Regions from separate parts of the Sus scrofa genome. Here region 2 is linked to region 1. Evidence: chromatin contacts called from public HiChIP or PLAC-seq data. All regions are on one chromosome and are shown on one strand. Each heading gives the region's core, a stretch centred on a gene start, on an enhancer-like site or on the middle of the called end of the contact. The rest is flanking DNA. Distances are from core to core; before and after follow the strand shown. Region 1 overlaps MED13L (mediator of RNA polymerase II transcription subunit 13-like). Region 2 overlaps MED13L (mediator of RNA polymerase II transcription subunit 13-like).

Region 1 (3,594 bases), core at 692-3,191:
CAAAACCATCCCTCTATTGTACATCAATTGTAATTTAGATTTTTATAATTTCAAATTCACATCATTTCCAAGGCAAAACAATTTTGACAGTAAAATGTTAACACCAAAATTGAAACACAGTTCTTCTTAAGAAGTATTCAACATTTTAATGCCTAAAGACTGAATTCCAGCAAGTTCTTCTCAAATTAAGTTCAGCTGACAAACATCTTTTTACATGAGAAAGCAAAAATATCTGTAAAGCCACCTATATAGACTAAAACCATGAAGCATGGATTACCTTAGCTCTGTTAGAACTACTATAAAATGATGAATGTCTTCATAAAATAGGTATTCAATAATCAAAATCTCTTTAAATCTCCATAAGATAATAACCTGAGTTATTGCTCCATTGAATATTTTTCCCAAATTCTTTTATTTTTTTCTACTTAGATTTTCAAGAGAAAATGATGCAGTCATTATTTATATAGCTGACTTTCATATTTCCCACTGCTTTCAGTAGGCCATCTTAATACATACACTGAGTTTTTAAAGGAAGCTATAACAAATCAAAGGCTTTTTGCTTTAATATGGCAGAGGTTAAATTTTATAGTCCATATACTTGAGAATTAATCAAGCAAATAAGATGCCTGGTGAACTTTTGGGCACAATATTTAACCCTAGGAAAACTAAAAAGCTGGAAAAGCTATGTGGTTCTGCTATTTAAATAAAGCACTATCAACCAGTATACTGCTGAACTAAAAAGTCAGTGATTAGCTTGCAGTTACTATAGAGTTCAACTAGTTAAATCAATAGTTCAAAATGATAAAGACTGCTACTTATTCATTTCATAACTACTAAATCTATTCTATATAATAAATAAAATGAATTTAATAAAAAAGGTACAAAAATGAATCAGCAGAATCTTAAATTTGTCCCTATAAATCATTCAAGTTAAGATTTTTTAAAAAAAGAATAAATCCTAAATTATTTTCCAATGCAAGATTGATCATCAAGCACCCAGCATGATGCCTAGCACATAACAAGGGAACTATAAATATTTGATTATTGTCTGGTTCCTGGTTTCAACATAAAATTATTTCACACCATCATTTATTCTTTATTACTACCATAAAATTAGGAACAGTAAGCATAAATAAAAACTATTCTGCAAATAAAAAAACCAAAGGTGGAAAGAAACATGCGACACGAGTTTGTAGTAATCCTTGTTAATCAAATATTCTTGCTCTCTATATGCAATGGTCAACAAAACTCCAAAACACTCTTGTCAATTGATAATTAACATGCACCACATACTTACTGTAATTTTCAAGGATTAGATCATATTTAAAACAATATGGGACATAAGTTCTTAATTCTAAAATCCCTTCAGCACAGGCATAGATATTACCAATGATTGTTGCACTGCCAATGCCAGAAAACAGTCAGTTATAAGAGGCAACGTTTTAAAAAATCAAATGGCTACATGTAATTGTAACTAAGGTAATATTGTCAGTGCCAGGTGAAAGAGAATTCAAATTTTAAGTAGAAATTATGACCAAAACTATGAATTATAAAATAAGTTCATAATATGTTGACAGCAGAGTTTACTAAAAGAAAAATATAACTATGAAAATCATTTATGCAGCATTTTAAAATCTATGAACTTTTCATATTCACTGTATCATAAAGTAAAGCTCTAATTCCCATATTATAGGCAAGAATAAAAGATGAAAAAAATTTAAATGACTTGTCTCTGACACATCACAGGTAGACATGGTATGAATACTCATTTTTTGTTTACTTACTTAGGTCTCTACTGCTCCAAAGGTAAAAGAAAAACAAAAGAATGATAAAATTCTTCCTGGTCTCTGTTCTATTTTGGATATGTGAGGGTGAATAGGAGGGGGTAATCCACAATCCATGACCTACACTTCTGTTGAATGCCAGCTGAGCTAAGGTCACAAATGGAAAAAGAGAATCACAGATGGTTCCTAGCCAAGAAGGGGTGTTTTTGCTGATGGTGGAAGGACACTTCAAGCATTCTCTGCAAGACAGGACTGCATTCCATGTGGTGCCAAATGGAAATTTCAACTAATACAAGAAATTCAAGTAATCACGGGTACATATGCAAGTATGATTACAAGCATCTTTGGAGGGGACAGGTTAACTTTGTTAACAGTCTTTGAAAAATGCCATTTTACAATTTTAAAACCCACAAAGCACTAACTTGCTATCTTAAACATTTAGAAAGTAGATGGAAGAGTTCCCCTGTTGGTGCAGCAGGTTAAGTATCCAGCATTGTCACTGCAGCAGCTCAGGTGTCGGGTGTTCAAACCCTAGCCCAGGACCTTCTGCACACCCCAGGCATAGCAAAACAAAACAAAAACAACAAAAAAAAAAAACACCTAAATAAATAAAAATACAAGTAGATGGAATCAAAAGGTTATCTTTATAACAAAAGACCAAAAAAATGTATACTGACACTAAAAAAGTCTATGAAGGATTTCATTGAAAATGTTTGGCTAAGCCATATACTAACTCATTTTATTATGTAATCCACAGACATGATTTTAAAAGAGGTTAAGGATTTTGGGATGAAAAAAGCTCAATGAAAGTTTTCAGTCAATTTGATTCTATGAAACATGCAGTTACCAGTGAAACCCTTAGCCAAACAATCTTAACTAATCATTTCTAAGTAGCAAACATGAGCTCTAGGGTTGGACTGGAAACTTACAAGACAGCAGAGGTCATTCAATACATGACGTATTTATAAGTTAACAAAGGTGTCTGACACATAAATATCACTAAGCACTTTAATTCAAAAAAATGGTACTCTCCATAGCCCATTGCACATGACAATTAGAACACAAGTTTTCCAATGGTCCAAACTACTTCCTATCTACAACACTAATAAAAATAATTTATAGAAAATAATTCAATTAAGTTCAATAAAACTTTTTAAATTAAACTAAAAAGGAACTACACCCTCCTAAAGTAAAGAAATCGTATCTCGCTCTCTTTTTTATATTTAGTTAAAAACAAATCAGTGCATCAAGAAAATCTTTCTAATGTGGTCATATACTTTCATTAACGCAGTCTTCAATAATAGCATGTTAGGGAGTTCCCCGTCATGGCTCAGTGGTTAACAAATCCGACCAGGAACCATGAGGTTGTGGGCTTAGTCCCTGGCCTTGCTCAGTGGGTTAAGGATCCGGTGGCGTTACCATGAGCTATGGTGCAGGTCACAGACGTGGCTGGGATCTGGCGCTGCTGGGGCTCTGGCATAGGCTGGTGGCTACAGCTCTGATTAGACCCTTGGCCTGGAAACCTCCATATGCTGCAGGAGCGGCCCTGGGGAAAAAAAAAAAAAAAAAAAAAAACAGCATGTTTTCGTATGCTTCTAGTATTTCCTATGTGACTACTAGAAGGACTTCATAGTATGCACTGGTGCTAAACTGAAAATCTTTTTTTAAGGTCTGCACTGGCAGCATGTGGAGGTTCCCAAGCCACATGTCAAATCGGAGCCATAGCCACCGGCCACAAGCACAGACACAGCAATGCTAGATCTGAGTCGCATCTGCGACCTACACCACAGCTCACGGATCCTTAACCCAC
Region 2 (3,594 bases), core at 743-3,242, 180 kb before region 1:
TTGTCTCAGTGAACAATTTTTCTTCATATATAGGTATAAACATGTGCAATATATGCACATATGTATATAGTTATAAATATACATACCACATGCACATATACAGAAGAGAAATTACACCAGCAAGCTCTATGACTGCTCCTTTCAACCCTTCCATCCCAAGCTAAGTGGGTCGTTGGCAGTAAATTTGGCACTGAGGTGGTACATTAATTTTTCCTCAACACAAGGGTACCCTTTCTGGCACAGGAGTGGTAACAGAGCAGCAGATACCTTACATTAATGCAAAAACAGTGCTCTAGTGGTCTAAAGACTTAGTATTTCTCCCTGGGTAGCTCACTTACTAGAAGCAAATGACAGTGTGGAAGCTCTTGATCCACAGGCTGGAAGAGTGTGCAGTATGCCATTCTAATGGAAATACATATATATATATATATATAGTAATTTTCAGGTTGCCAAAATAGACTTAAGAGCTGCTCTAGTCAGTGCTATGTGTTTGAAAATCAGAAGCTGATACACACAATATTTAAGGAGGCTTATGAAAGTCATCTTATTAAAATCTCTCTTGAGGTTACTAAACTAGGCCAGATTATCTGCTCAAGAGTCTCTGGACAACCCTCTGAAAATTCAATGGGAGTGTGCCTGGCAGAGAATACAGATTAAAGTAGCATTTATATTAGGTAATGCATAACCAATAAAGTGGTTTTACTGCTCACTTTAAGACATGCTTGGGTTCTTTTTTTTATTTTTTAAGTATAAAACAAAGCCTTTAATCCATTTTGTGGTTACTTCAAAAGACAGTAACAAATTGGGTTGGAGGCAGGGAGGGTAGAGGAATGGAACAGTATAGGGAGCCAAATAATTTTTCTACTATTTTTCTCATTAAATTAGGCATCATATATTGCAAAGAACAAAAAGGGATCAACAGAATAAAATAAAATAACTAAATCAGGCTGTCCTGTTTATCTACCTATATCTATTTGCCTGAGAGCATAAACTAGACTTTCTCCATTGCTCCTTACTGCTATACTGAAATGTTATCTTCCCAAACTACAAAATACATTTGTATAGTGCACCCTAAAATCAGTTAATGTTTACTTATTTTTTACACAAACACTCAACCACTATGACAGATTCTACTGCTGGAGGAGGAGCCTGAGTGGCAGACATGGCAGAGTTCTTGACAGCTAGAAAGAAATATAGGGACAGACCTCTGACATCTGCCTAGATTCTCCCAACCAGCTCACAGTGGGAGAAATGACCTGCCAAATAAGCACAAAGCAGACAGAATTCCACTATGTGGCCATTCAACAGGTTAACAACAGCAAGCAGGATTTTACCTAATGTGGTCAAATGAAAAAGAAAGAGAGAAAGAGTGAGAGAGAGAGAGAGAGAGAGGGAGAGAAAGAAAAGAAAGCAAGCAAGAAAGGGAAAGGGAAAGGGAAAGGGAAAGGGAAGGGAAGGGAAGGGAAGGGAAGGGAAGGGAAGGGAAGGGAGGAAGAAAATTTGTTAGCAAATAGGTGCTAGATATATGGCCTTTTTGTTTTCATAAAATGTTGCTTTCCCATACTCCATTTAGCCCTTTCTATCATGTATGAGTGAGTATTAACCCTTATTATTTTTTCCTGACTGATTATATTACACATAAATTACCTACATACTTCCAGAAGGAGATGAGGAAGGAAAAAGAGGGAAGGATCCATGTGGAGATTTTCTTTCTTTCTCATACTCCAATTCTATTTAAGGAATTGACAGTGTTCTAGTATTACATTGTAGTGTGTATTTAATGGGAGCTAATACATAAAGTAAACAGTATAACAACAAAATTATTGTCTCAATTTACAGTGATGGCTCTAGTTATATTTCTAAAAGACACTGTCTACAATAAACAAAGCAGGAAAAACATCTAACTTTTTACATTGCTCTATTTCAGATCTAGCAGCTGATACTGAATGTGGCTTGGCAACTTCTTTAAAGGCTTTCCAACATTTGGCATCAGCCTACCAGAGAGCAGGGCCTTTTATATTCAACACTGCTGTAAAATGTCTCACTCACCAGTCCTGAAAGGAGGCCACAGTTTTCCCAGCAAAAGGAAAATAAAATTGTAGCTGACATTTGGTAGAATGCTGTTATCAGCAAGTATTTATCTTCCATACTCTTTCCATACCACAGGCTTACACCAGAAGCTAGGTTTTCTTTTTCTTTAATCAAAACACAGTGTCGCCTTTAATCATCAGCACTGCTCATGATCAAAATCCCCCAACATCCCTAACATAAGAAAAATAAATCTGCTGGCTAAAACCAACAAAAATAACGTAAGATGCTTCTACACTTTTCATATAGTCTACTTAAAACTATGAAGACAAAGACAGCTACAGTTGCAATATGTTATACAAATTTTTAACAGAATTAACTTTGATTTTTACCAGTTAAAAGCAATTTCTCCTAATGAGGAAAAATTCAACTGAAAGGCTATAAAAGAAAAAGGAGATACTGGAACTAACCGACCTATTAGTTGCCAAAAATATGAAAGATAATATTTATTCAACATAAGGATGGCATTTAAGAGATCAAGAGAAAACATAAGATCCTTCAGATGATTGATGCAGCACCTAAATAAAGTTGGTATATATCCGAGAGATAATAAATGCCCACTCTTCAAGCTATTCTAATAAATAAGCAGCTAAATAAACATTTATTTAATAACAGTGATATTCAATCAGCACTGGTCATTACCAAAAATACGAATGCTTAAAATTATGATGTCTGATTTTTTTTTTTTTGAGAGCACCAATTTTGCAAAAGGTTTAGAGAAAAAAAAAAAGATTCTGACAGAATTTCCTTTCATTACCAAGAATCAGTAGCTTAGGCAACTTTCAGTTTACTTGTTCATTCAACAAATGTACAAATGTTGCCCTAAAATGCCAGGTGTATCACTGTGAAGAAGGCTCAAATTCCTACAGAGCTTACATTCCAGAAGCTGGGGCAATCAGACAGTTTAGAAGTTTCTTAAAAGATAATTTCAGGGGGAGAAAAACTATGAAGAAAACAAAACAACATGCTATGTTTAAGTGTGCCAGGGGAGGCAGGAGAGAAGAGATGACACATTAGATGGGAGGCAGCGGTGGGTATAGAACCCTTCTTCGAGGAAGGGCAAATGAGAAGCCAGCCCCAGTGAGACCTAAGAGAGAGGAGTTTAGGTCCAGGACACTTACAAAAGTCAGAGTAGAGGGACAAGTTTAATGTGTTTGACAGCTTATAAATAGGATGGAGACAGGTACCAAATGAGATCAAAGAGGTGAGCAGGGGTTGGATGATGTAAACCTTTTGACAATGGGATGCAGCCTGAATATTATTTTAAGTACACTGATAAACCCTCACTTTTAGTTACTCTTACTGATAATTTGTTATGAAGGAGATAAGAGGAGAACCAGAAGACAGCTAGAAGGCTATTCTGAAAGCCCAAGTGAGAGAAAAGCACGGCCTTAGAGAGGGTTGGTTAGCAGTGAAGACTAAGGGGAAATGTATTCAAAATCCATTTCAAAAAGAGAGCTTACAGGACCTGCAGGCAGACACATCATGAAGTCAAACACATTACTA

Evidence for each region. HiChIP or PLAC-seq counts read pairs in DNA pulled down with a chosen protein or histone mark.
Region 2: an H3K27ac HiChIP or PLAC-seq map of skeletal muscle shows a contact between it and region 1. The contact joins two enhancer-like sites. A contact is called at or near these places in 2 of 2 datasets of contacts at active chromatin or transcription factors (alveolar macrophages and skeletal muscle).

What each region holds. Positions count from the first base shown.
Region 1 is chr14:36,116,653-36,120,246 of Sscrofa11.1, reverse strand. The region is part of intron 2 of MED13L (mediator of RNA polymerase II transcription subunit 13-like); the gene reads right to left. Among named protein-coding and RNA genes, the nearest start is that of MED13L, 57 kb to the right of the region's middle. Within about 2 kb of position 1,941, at least 1 of the 83 cell types and tissues checked has an H3K27ac peak or open chromatin away from gene starts, as enhancers often do. A contact at or near this core is called in skeletal muscle, where this site is marked.
Region 2 is chr14:36,296,034-36,299,627 of Sscrofa11.1, reverse strand. The region is part of intron 4 of MED13L (mediator of RNA polymerase II transcription subunit 13-like); the gene reads right to left. Among named protein-coding and RNA genes, the nearest start is that of MED13L, 240 kb to the right of the region's middle. Within about 2 kb of position 1,992, at least 5 of the 83 cell types and tissues checked have an H3K27ac peak or open chromatin away from gene starts, as enhancers often do. A contact at or near this core is called in skeletal muscle, where this site is marked.